2 separate regions of the Rattus norvegicus genome follow, and region 1 is linked to region 2. The links are chromatin contacts, called in public Hi-C maps. All regions are on one chromosome and are shown on one strand. Each heading gives the region's core, a stretch centred on a gene start, on an enhancer-like site or on the middle of the called end of the contact. The rest is flanking DNA. Distances are from core to core; before and after follow the strand shown.

Evidence for each region. A called contact is a pair of places that touch in the nucleus more often than the background predicts.
Region 1: a contact with region 2 is called in a Hi-C map of liver, with 4 times the contacts expected there. The contact joins the promoter of Nipbl here to the promoter of Nup155 in region 2. A contact is called at or near these places in 2 of 12 Hi-C or Micro-C datasets (both in liver).

What each region holds. Positions count from the first base shown.
Region 1 is chr2:59,290,104-59,296,595 of GRCr8, forward strand. Nipbl (NIPBL, cohesin loading factor) reads right to left here and starts at 3,174. Exons shown (of 46, transcript NM_001427698.1): 1 at 2,744-3,174.
Region 2 is chr2:58,925,951-58,931,565 of GRCr8, forward strand. It overlaps Nup155 (nucleoporin 155), which reads left to right and starts at 2,652. Exons shown (of 35, transcript NM_053952.2): 1 at 2,652-2,873; 2 at 5,011-5,148. The coding sequence starts at 2,720.

The sequences.
Region 1 (6,492 bases), core at 1,924-4,423, 360 kb after region 2:
ATACTTCTTAAAAATGTTAAAAAGTTATTATGTATTTAATTTTAACTTTGATTTACTAGAGTCTCATTACTTACATTAAAACTATTTTTCCCAAGTTATTGGTAACTGCACACTACACACTACACTACAGGATTGAAGTTAGACACACTAGGGACACATTAGGTATATTAAGAATATTTCTCCAAATACTGTAACTAGAATTATTAAATTACTGGAATGTTTAGTGGTTGTACCTTTTCACTGTATTAAAGGGAGGAAGTGCAGCAAAAGATTTTCACTGGTGAGTCTCTCAACCAATACAGGTGACATCCAACAGACTGACACCTGCAATCTTTCATGAAACAAATTGTTCTCTCCAACTAAATTATCCAAAAAGTTCAAGGACTGAGTTTTCCCTTTTAAAAACAATCTATTTAAATTAAACTGAGCAAAGCAGAAATATTTTCAAATTACTCTCAAGAACTGTTTACATTATCTTATGAAAGCACCACTAACTGAACATTACTTACAAACTACAAAATATGTAGAACTCAAATAATAAAGAAAGGACTAACTGTAACCTAATTCCAAAGACTTAAGAAAAAAATACACTAATATCTACTAGACTGATCCACACGTCTGCGTAAGACTCCTTGTAACTTATAACCCTGTAAATAAAGTTGCTTCTGTTTATGAAAACTAAGCAAGAAGAACTCTTTTCCCATTATCTTTCATGGAAATAAGTTCATCTCTTGACATACAGTTCAAATAAAAGTTGAACAGATAATCACAGAGCCTTTAAAACAGTTTTTCTTTTTCTTTTTTTTTAGTGACGCCTTTACCCAACCCTTTACACGCCCCCGCCCCCAACACCAAACTGCTTTCTCAAGACGGGAAGTCTTCCTCACTTCAGCATTCCCTCCTGGCATACCCCCCACTACACCCCCCCCTTCACCCCCGTAGGCCTGAGGCCCCGTAGCAAACAGAGTCTAACAGGAGCAGGCAGCACAAAGACAGGAATGGGAGATTAGTGGGAGGGAGGGAGGCCGGGATTGGGGCTCAGCAGGAGCTCCAGGCTTTTTAAAATTCAAACTGCTCCCGGACCAATACAAATCACGGACACGCTACTGACTACTACACGGATTTATAGCATTAAAAACATGCCTAGTACGTGACAGCTATATTAACTTCACTCTTTTAAACATGTATCCATACGTTTGCAGGAAAGGTGGAGCAATTTTTTGTAAGCAGCATGTTAAACTCCAAAGTAACCCGCAGAAAAGTTATTTATTCTACAGTGACGAAAACTTAATGCACGGAATATTTAAACCAATATTTTAACCACTACTATTAAAAGAAAGGACCTTATTGAACAGTGTTGCTTCCTTTTAACAAATGAGTTTTCCTTCGGCGAATATGAAACAAAGTATCAAACGGGACATTTCTTTTTCTGTGCAATTTATAAGTCTGAGGACTTTAAAAAAGGTATTTCCGTCTTTCACTAACTTCCATTCCCAAAGCCGCCAGAAACAAGCTCCCAACATCTAACTTACTCGTGAACTAGAACTTGTTAAGATACAGAACTGATATTTTTCTCCAGCATTTACAGATACATTTGACCTATTAAAATGACACCTCGCTCATTACACAGTCAAACATCATAGTACAAACAGCCAATGACAATCCTGGGACTCAAGAAGATCTGCCCTGACAAGAAAGGATGGCACCTTGTGTGTGTGTGTGTGTGTGTGTGTGTGTGTGTGTGTGTGTCTGTGTGTCTCGCTTTAAACCTCCCAAAGATTCTAAGTGTAACTTAATTTCTATCCTCTGAAAGAAAATAGGTTTCATCCTTATCTCGGCATAAGCTCAAAACACTTAGAATTCTTTGTATGCCTGCACACGTTTAGGCTAGAAAGTATCAGAGAGTTTTATGTAGTCATTTAAAATTATCCTTACATAACAACATACAAATACAAAGTGTCGGAGTAAACCTGTCAAGTTCTTTATACTTGGGTCTTTGAATAAAAAGTCCATGTGCAACCACACACTGTCAAACAACATAAAAGCTCCTGGGCGAGGATGTGCAGTGTGCACAGCGCTATGGTTTTCTGTATTAAATATACATGTGGACGGTTTAATCCTTTTACAAAGAAAACGAGTCTTTATTAACTTTCCAACGTCCAAACAAGTTTTGCAGAGAATTACCACTGTAGCCGTGTCTGAGTATTTACATTTGTTTCACTAACTGAAACTACTTCCTCCCTTCATGGGGTCACAGGGGGAAGAAGGGGGGTTGTTTGTTTCACTGGGACGTTCCCCACTCCCGGACCGGGAAAGTTGTAAATATGGGGACGATCGGGGCACATTTGCTGATAGTTGTATTGTTTCCGCCTCCTCACTAGCTACGGCTCCTCTCCCGGGCGAGGCCTGTCACCGACCAGCAGTCGCTCCGCTCAGCCCGGAGCTCTCCTAATCCCCGAGCTCAAGTAGATTCCGCTGGCCCGCGGCCTGCACTCTCCGCCGGGCCTACGCCTCCCCGGCCGCCCGGCAGGAGCCCGGTCCCCGTCACCGAAGCCGGCCGGGAGAGGGTACAAAAACCGCCGCCACCCAGGGTGGCTGCCGCCGGAGAGGAGCGAACTCTCGACTCGCCCCGTGGAAGAGACCTGGGGCCGCTGAGGAAACGGCGGGGAGGGGAGCGAGGAGGAGAAACGCTGAGGACCTGGCGCCGGCGCCGCCGCCGCCGAAATAAAGAGCAGGAATTTACCTGGGCGAATCGGCGTCTGAATCCGAGCGGAGGCCGAGGCCGCTGTGGCGAGAGACTATAATCCGGGCCGGGAGGGGGGGTGGCTACGGCTCCTCTTCCGTCTCCTCAGTGCAGGGAACATGTAGAGCCGGGGGGAGACCAGCCGAGAAGACAAATCGCTGCTTCTTCTTCTTCCTCCTCCTCCTTCTCCCACATAGAAACACTCACAAACACCCGACCGGGGGCCCGAGCTACCGGGGGGGCATCGCCGCGGGCCCAGGAACCAATCCTCCTGTCGGCGGGGGCGTCCCTCCCTGCGGCTTGGTGGTGTCGGGTGAGTCGGTACCGACGGAGGGAGGGGGGGGAGGGCGGGCGGGGGGAAGGAGCCCTGTGTGTGTGTCTCTCTCTCTCGTTCCGTCTCTCCCTCTCAGAACAAAATGCCGACCGGAAGTGCAGCTGCAGGAATGACTCCCTCCGCCGGCGCCAAACACTAACAACCACCCCCTCTTCCCTACTCCACTTCCGCCACCGCCGCCGCCGCCGCCGCTGCTGCTGCCGCCACTCGGGCTCGCAGCTCTGCCTCCGCGCGCCGGCTCCCGCGGGCCCGGAGGTTCGGCGGCAGCGGCCGCGACAGCTGCAGCAGCAGCGGCGGTTCTTCTCAGTGCCCTTGCCCTGCTCTGGACGGCCGTGGATACTGCCTGTGGTGTCGCTCCTGCAAGGTGGCGTCTACGCCGCTGCTCGGGTGACCGGCTTGATTTTTTCCTGGAGGCGACAGCAGCAGGGCTCTGGTCCGGTGTGGTGGCGTGAGGCCGGGATCTCCCTCTCTCAGGCGCTCCGGGTCTCATAGGCCCCAGAAGGCGGCGAGTCGAAGCCGCGCTGCTCTCCCTGACTCGCGGGCATCAGCCCGGGGGAAGCCGAACTCAGGCGGCCAGCCCGTGGATGCCGACGGTGCACCTTTCAAGCGGGGTTCCTGCAGCCGTGATGGATGGATCGAACGCCCACCCTCTCCGACCCCGTCCCGGGGGCGGCCGGACCCTATATCTGTCTGTGTTATTTCTACGAAGACCACAGTCCTAGGAGGTGAAGGCTCCCAGCCTAGCTGAGTTGGAATCGTGATCGTGGTGGTGGTGCATTAATTCTGGAAATATGCGGGTGCTGCTGGACTTGCCTCTTTTTCCCCCTTTTGGCGATGGTTTTGATGCCTCCCTGGTAGTCGGGATAAGGCCTGTAGGCGACGCTGTGCGAGCGAGGAGCGGGTAGCTCTGGCGCTGCGATCTAGGTTGTGGGTGGAGCCCAGGCCATCCGGACGCCGGACACCAGAGCTCGGAGACCGGCGCACTTCAAAACGTCGTTTTCTTCTTTATGTTTGAAAACTCAGAGGCTCTGGACAAGGCTGGAGTACAAAATGTGAACACGCACAGAGTACCGTGCCCGTTCGTAGTGTCTTACTGTAAAACAGGAGGTCATTTCATCGCCACACTGTTCTCTCTCTCTCTCTCTCTCTCTCTCTCTCTCTCTCTCTCTCTCTCTCTCTCTCTCTCTCTCTCTCTCTTTTGTATAAATTGTTAGGGGGCTTATTCTTCAGGTAAAAAGTGCCAGTAGGTAAGCAGATTTTACTGAGGAGGAACCATGCTATTTTTTTAATAAAGTAAGTTGTCAGCGTTAATCGTTTACTTGTATATGCACAGATATGCAAGAAGTATGGGACAGCTCGCCTACAGGTTATTCGTTTGCTTTAGAAGTCACTGGGGGTTAAGTGTTAAAGATTTTGTCATTCCTGCTCTCCAGACACTAGATGACTATCGCGACCAGAGGTAGTTAAGTCAGGGCGGTGACCTCGGCCCAAGGAGTCCTGCGAGTGGGGGAAAAGGTCGGGACTTGGTATCCGTGCAAATAGAACTGTGACCATAGGACTTGCGGCGCCCTTATCTTCAGGGTTTTGCTCAAATGTCACCTGGGTGCCTCCAGCGCTTCTGTTTACCTTCCCGGTTGGTGGCTTCCTTCTTATTTTATCCTCAGGGCTTTCTATCTTGTCTTACTCTTTCCCCAGTAGCCTTCAGGGCTTCAGGAAATGAAGTTTAGCTTCCCTTCGCAGGTGCTCTGCATCGCGCACTGTGAATGCCTCTGACATTTCTAAACTCTACCCTTTAATATGAGCTTATATATACCTAACAGAACTTTTATGAAAGATGGTGAAAACTAGAAAAATGTATAGATGGAATCGAGGTAAGTTTATTAGAGGTCAGGAGAAAGCTCTCTTCTAGACATTGGAAAGCTCATAAAGATGATGGCTTTTAGGTTTCTCTAGATGGCATGGCAGAGGCCCGGGCATTTGTTGATCACGTGGCCTTGCCCCTAGTGGGCTAATTCATATTGCTCTAGTGACTCACAAAACTGCATTCTTAATCCTGCCTCCCTCCCTCCCCACCCCCTTTGCAAAATACATGCTATTTTGACTGAACCGAAGTCTAAGAATTTGGTTGGCTCAGCTCAAATACAGTACTATTGGAAAAGTTCATTCAGCAAGTATTTAATGGTGACATAATGTATGCCAGGCAGGCACTGTGATTCAGAGGGTGTATGTTTCAGAGGTTAGTGAGCCTGGTATAAAGGACTACCTACACATGGGAACTTTGGTTACTACTTAATTATGCTGTCAAAGCAAAAGCTAGAGGGATTTATTTTTTAAGTTTTCTGAAATACAGGTTCTACGGAAGATGAGGGTTAGCCTACTGTTGGTATTTTCTTCACCATTGGGGTTGATGTTTCTTTAGATCTAGTTACCTTGTTGTAGCACTTGGTATACTCATTAACTGAAAGTGATTTTTGAAAAGTACAAATGTAAGAAATTTTATTTCCTAGTAGCTGGAAGAGTAGGTCTTATAAATTTAATTTAGCAGTAGACTGGAAGCCGTACAGAGAAGCCTTTACTTCTGTTTCTTATTCTTACATCTACAGAATGTTTTGTTTTACATTTTCAGAATTTTTAGACAAGAATACTGTTTTAGTAGCTCTCTTATACCCAGTAGCATAAATTATTATTATTTGATATAGTCAATAATCTGCTCGGTATTAATTAAGTTTGAGAAAAGATTCAAGGAACTTACAAGTGGCTTAGAACGTTCTTCATGAAGTTTCAAAATTCCGTTTTCCCACGGAAGCAGACTTATTTATCCTTTCTTGAATGTTGCTGGTGAGCTACTGATTTTGCGTGCTTCAGGTACAAAATGCTGTTTGGTACAAAATCTTGGCATTTAAGCTAAACTAATATAATTTTGTGTGTGCATGTTTATGTGTGAAAGAAGCTGTCCACCTTACTTTGTAAGCGGTTTCTTCCTGGGAGTTGGGGGTCTGTGAGTAGAGTAAACTAGGTAGTTTAAAATTCCCAGGGATCCACCGCTCTTAGCTTCCCAGTGCCTTGATTACATGTATGTGCCACCATGTCCACTACTGTGTCCAGCTTGCTGGGGACTGAAATCAGCTTCTCGGGTTTGCAGTTTACCGACCGAGCAATTTTCCCAGCACCTAAAATTAATAACTTTAATTTATTCCCTCAAACCCTACTGAAGATTTATTAGGTGCTAATTAGATCTTTCCTAGGCACCTCATATAAAATAAGGAATGGAAGCCGGCAAGGGCTCACTTCCTTTGAAGGTTTTTCTGATAACAGAATTAAATAATTTCAGTGTTTATGAGTATTTCTTCATAAAATCAATTAAGTATTTTGCTTGCCTAAACTTAAGAACCTTCTTATATTGAGACAGGCCCTC
Region 2 (5,615 bases), core at 1,402-3,901:
TAGGGAAAATTACATAGGTAGTTGGCAACAGTCACACAAAGCAATTTCATTGGTTTGTAACTTGGGCTCAGTTCAACTCTAGGCCACCCTGCTTTTGGGGCAAGCTGCCGCTAGTTCTTGGTCTTCTCAGGACTGTTGAGTCAGGCCTTATTGAGGCCAGATGGTTTGTGGTGGCTATAGCCAGGCTACCTCCCCAAAACATGTTATGTTATTCTTTGCTGTGAGGTGCACTTGTCCTCACAGCAGGGTCAGTGGGGGATAGTTTAAAATCTTTATTCTTTCACAAGCAATTAATTAAAGCAAGCTATGTATTTGTATACTGTTTGCCTCCTCCTAAGGAGAGGTCAGCTTTGAATATGAGGAAGACAAGGCTTTTTAGAGCTCAGCGGGTAGGCTGTTGTTTTAGAACAAAATCTCATGTGTTTGATTTTACCAATGAAGACTTGGGAGTCAGATGCTGGGGTTTAAGCCTGCTGGCTCAGAGACAGAGAAAGCACCTAGCTGACTGTCTTCCTCAGCTGATAATCCAGAGCAATGCCCCCCCCACTCCCACTAAAAAAACAAAACAAACGAACAAAAAAAAAAAAAAAACCCTCCTGCCAACTGAATGTCCCTCCCTTCTACTCCCCCTGCCTCTCAATGGTTTTTCTGGACACTTGCTCTGCCTCTTGACCTATGGTTGACTTCATTTAATCCTATTTATAACATTCAAGCAGAAAGCTCTTGAATTAAAGGTATATCCTGGGGGTTGGGGATTTAGCTCAGTGGTAGAGCGCTTGCCTAGCAACCGCAAGGTCCTGAGTTCGGTCCCCAGCTCCGAAAAAAAGAAAAAAGAAAAAGAAAAAAAAAAGTATATCCTGAGGCTGAGCCACACCACAACTAAAAGCAGGCTTCCCCCAGACACTAACACAATATCAGGGTTCACAGTGTGATCAAATAGCCTGCAACGGTAGGGGGTCTGGTGGACAAAACAGGCGGTATTAGAGGAGTGGAATGTAAGCATAAGTCAGTTTCCTCCTGAAACAAAGACATGGTTGTAAGGTGGGCATGACAAGGTAATTATAACAAGGTAGGCATAGGTGGTCATAGAACCTTTGTTTGTTTGGTTTTTTGAGAAATGGTTTCTCTGTATAACAGTTCTGGCTGTCCTGGAACCTCCTTTGTAGACCAGGATGGCATTGAACTTAGAGATTCAGTCTGCATCTGCCTGCCAAGTGCTGGGATTAAAGGCACGCACCACCACCTCCTGGTCATTTAATAACCTTTTGAAACAAAGGTAGGGTTGCCAGATGATTACAAACAACTTTTTGGAACAAAGGCATGAGCTCCATTCCTGGAACAAGTGTTACAGAACCATTTGTAATTAAGGCTGGGAGTTGAGAAAGAGAGGTTTGATCATAAACAGGAACAAAGCTTGTTTGTTTTTATTATAGATGGCTTTTAAGCCTAAAATGAAGGCAGGCTGATTCTTCAAAAGGTCTCAGTACATAGCCCAGTCTGGCTTCCAATTACAGGAGTGTGCCTCTATGTCTGGACTTCATGATTCATTTACTTTGTCTCTGCAAAAGTGTCTTAGTTTGTTATTCCCAACAGTAGGCATGGTGCTCGACACAGTACCTATTCAGTTTCCTAGAATTATATGATCTGTTGAATGCATACATTATTTAATTATCAATCCTTGTACTTTGAGATGAGAACAGATGAATTAGATGAGTGCCCTCCCAAGGCAACCTGGGTAAAAGCATACAGCAACAGCAAATACTTCTTTTCTTCTTTTTCTTGAGACAGAGTCTCAAGTTTACTACAAACTTGCAACACAGCCGAGGATGATCTTTAACTCCTTATCCTCCTGCCTCCACTTCCCAAATTCCCGGCTCCACCTATCACACAATAATCTCCCTCCCTGACCCCGTTTTTGTTTTGTTCGAGATCAGGATCACATTCTGTACATGAACTCACCAAGTAAACTCACAGTAATCCTTTTGCCATAGCCCCCCAAGTACGAGTATTAACAGGCGTGAGACACTCCCCAATGGTGACCTCCAACACAAAAGATTTCACAGTGATTGACCACAAAGCCAATGACAGAGATATGCACATGGAAAAAAATCCAATGAACTTTTAATTCACCCTATTGTTTGAAATGCTGTGAATTTTTGGCTCAGAGGTAATCTGTTTCTAGAATCGGGACCAATTTCTAACTCTTGTTAGAAGTCATTAGGGAACCACGATAATGGATGGATGTGTGCACTCTTAAGCAGAGGCAGTCGCCGCATTCCAAAGTGGGGGTGGGGCTCAAGGCAAAGGATCAACACGCGCGAGGTCACCACCGCACAGCGGACTGCAAGCACCCACCAGCAGACTCCTGCCCTGGGAGTTCCTCCTTCCTTCCCCTTCCTACCCCGCCCAGCCCTCTCCTCCAGTCCCCTCCCCTCTCCTTTACCTCTCTCCCCTTCCCCTCCTCCCTACCCCAGGCAATCTACAAATTCAACTCTAGTCTGCTCTCTCGCTCCTTCCTCAAAGTCCAACCCTCAACCGCTTCCTTTTTCCGTCCCTGAAACGGCGTCTCAGGGACGAACCGGAAGTGCGTCATGATCTGGCGCCCAGTTATTCGTTTGGCGCGCGCGTCCGAGAGGAGGATTTTGGGTTCTCTTGGTTTTTCTCACGGCTCTTCGCGGCTTTGGAGTATTTTTGTAACGCGGTGACGACGATTGTCGACATGCCATCTATGCTGGGCTCGATGATGGTGGCCTCTACGTCGGCCCCCTCCCTGCAAGAAGCTTTGGAAAATGCGGGGAGGCTTATCGACCGACAGTTGCAAGAAGACCGCATGTACCCGGACCTTTCTGAGCTGCTCATGGTGTCGGCCCCAAGTGAGTGATCGGTCCATTGGATTGGACGCTCTGTTTCCCCGCTAAAGGATTCTAGTCCGATTCAGGGGTCTTAGTCCTTTTCTGTACACTGGTGCCCGCGTGGATATTCAAAGATTAGGGCTCGGTTTCTTGAAAATATGACGAACAGCAACCACCTTTATTGCTTATTTTGTCTTGTCTACACTTTGTTGACTGTAGATACTCGAAGAGGTAAAAGCAAGCTCATTAAATCCAAATGAGAATAATCTCCTGGTCCATATTCCATTTCTGTACATTTCTTGCTGCAATTATGAGCTACTCAGAAAAGCAAATGAGTTAAAATTTGGAAATCTGCCATGTTCTCTCAGTTATGTCACGTGAGATTCTGGAATTGACTAGTAAAGAAATATAGGAGTCAGAATTTGGCTGACAGAGAATAGAACAAAGTATATCCGCCAACAAAGGAGATAACTTGGAAGTATTTGCCTTAACTTTAAAACTTGTAACCAGCTAAAGCTTTGTGGAGTTGCATTAGTTGCTACAAAATGTTTCTAGTGAGATGAAAGTTGGAGAAAAATAGAGAAATATAAGATATAGATGAGACTTGTGAGCAAAAAATGGGGGTAACTTAAACAGAATAATCAATGGAAAGTAGACAAAAGTACAAGTGTAGGAACTTATAAAAATCTATTAAGAGTTTTTTTTTTTAATTAAACCAGAAATACTAGAAGCAGCCAGGCAGTGGTGGTTCATTCTTTTAATCTCAGCCCTTGGGAGGCAGAGGCAGGAGGATTTCTGTGAGTTCCAGGCCAGGCTGGTCTACATACAGAGGGAGCTCCACAGCAACTAAAGCTACACAGAAAAGCCCTGTCGTCAAAAACTGAAAAGAAAAATACCAGAAGCAAAGCTATTCTTTGAACTTGACAACTGCTAACAAATGAACTTGCCTTATGAGTTTGACCTATTAACTGCTGTTGTCTTGATTTGTGTGTCCGTGTGTCGTCATCACCCCTCCCACCATGCTTCACTTAAATGTGTGATCTCTTTAAATGTGTGATCTCTTTAGTATGCTTTCCTTCTCACACTAATCCCCTTCTAGCATTTTTTTCCCCTCTGCCTAACAGACTCCTCCTAGACAGGTTTTCTCTGTGTGGCCCTGGCTATCCTGGAACTCCAAGAGATCTGCCTGCCTTTGCCTGGGGAAGTGTTGTGTTAAAGGCATGGACATTGAAGCCTGGCTCCCAGTTCTTAGGGAAAGACTCTAGTTCTAAGTCAGGCATGGTGGTGAATGCCTTTCATTTCAGCACTTGGAGGGCAAAGGCAGGAAGATCTCTTTGAGTTTGAGGTCAGTCTTTACGTCTTAGTGAGTTCCAACCTGACCAGAACAAAAAAGTTAGACCCTGCTCCAAAAAAAGGAAGTCTTTAGTTTCTTTGACATTTTTCTGAACCATTCTGAGTCTCACCGTCAAAGAGGTTATTCTTCCCTTTTGTATTTTCACTGCAGTTCCTATGAGCATTGTTCTATTGAAATTGTATTTTGGATTAAGATTTATTTTTAGAAAGAACCCAGTGAAGAGGGAAACAGTTATGTAAGTGAACCATGTTGGGGCCAGCATACCCATGATTCAGTAATCAGTATTTTTTTTTTTTTTTGTTATTTTCTTTATTTACATTTCCAATGTTAGTATTGACATACCAGAAGAGGGCATCAAATCCCATTACAGATGGTTGTAAACCACCATGTGGTTTCTGGGAATTGAACTCAGGACCTCTGGAAGAGGAGTCAGTGCTCTTAACCGCTGAGCCATCTCTCCAGCCCTAACCTTGAATTTCTAATCCTCCCGATAGTTAAGAGTACAGGCATATGCCACTCTGCTCTGTTTTATGCTCAGCTGGGAGTCACACCCAGGGATTATTGTCTCTAGACAAAAGCTGCTGAGCTTCAGTCCCACTCTTGATAACTTTTTCTCGTTTTGAAACCAGTAACAGTCCCATCCTGTAACAGTGAGATTTCTTGGGTCCAGCTTGTGACAGGTCAGGACTCCTTCTTTTCAGAGACTTTAGAGGCACTGGGGTGACTTGACTTGCTTATCTATTTCTGGTTAATGAGTGGCATTTTATTGTTGTATATAAATGCTTGCTTTTATCATTTTTGTAGACAGTCCTACTGTTTCTGGAATGTCTGATATGGATTACCCTCTGCAAGGACCAGGTCTACTGTCAGTACCGAGCCTTCCAGAGATCAGCACCATCCGAAGAGTTCCCCTCCCGCCTGAGCTGGTTGAACAGTTTGGACGTATCCTACTGCTTTGGATTTAGCTAGTTGATAACTATTAGACTGTGCTCGCTTCGGCAGCACACGTACTGAATGAAGTTGGATAACTGTTAGGTTAGTCATTTTCATGATTATAATTCTTGCTCTATGTTTACATAATGTTTGTAAGTTATTTAAGAGTTATCTGGAACATAAGAGTGCCTGGGTACTTTGTTTTCTTTCTGTTAGATAAGCACTTGTGTGGTGGCGCACACCTTTAATCCTAGCACTTAGGAGGCAGAGACAGGTGGATCTTTATGAGTTCAGGTCCAGCCTGGTCTATATTAGTGAGTCTAGGACAGACAGACAGAACTACATAGTGAGACCCTGTCTCAAGAGTGAATGGATAGTGGAGTAGTTGGCATGAATAAATATGGTGGTACATGCCTGTCACCTCAGCAGTCAAGAAGATGAGGCAAAAGGATTGCAGCTTTCAGGCTAGCCTGAGC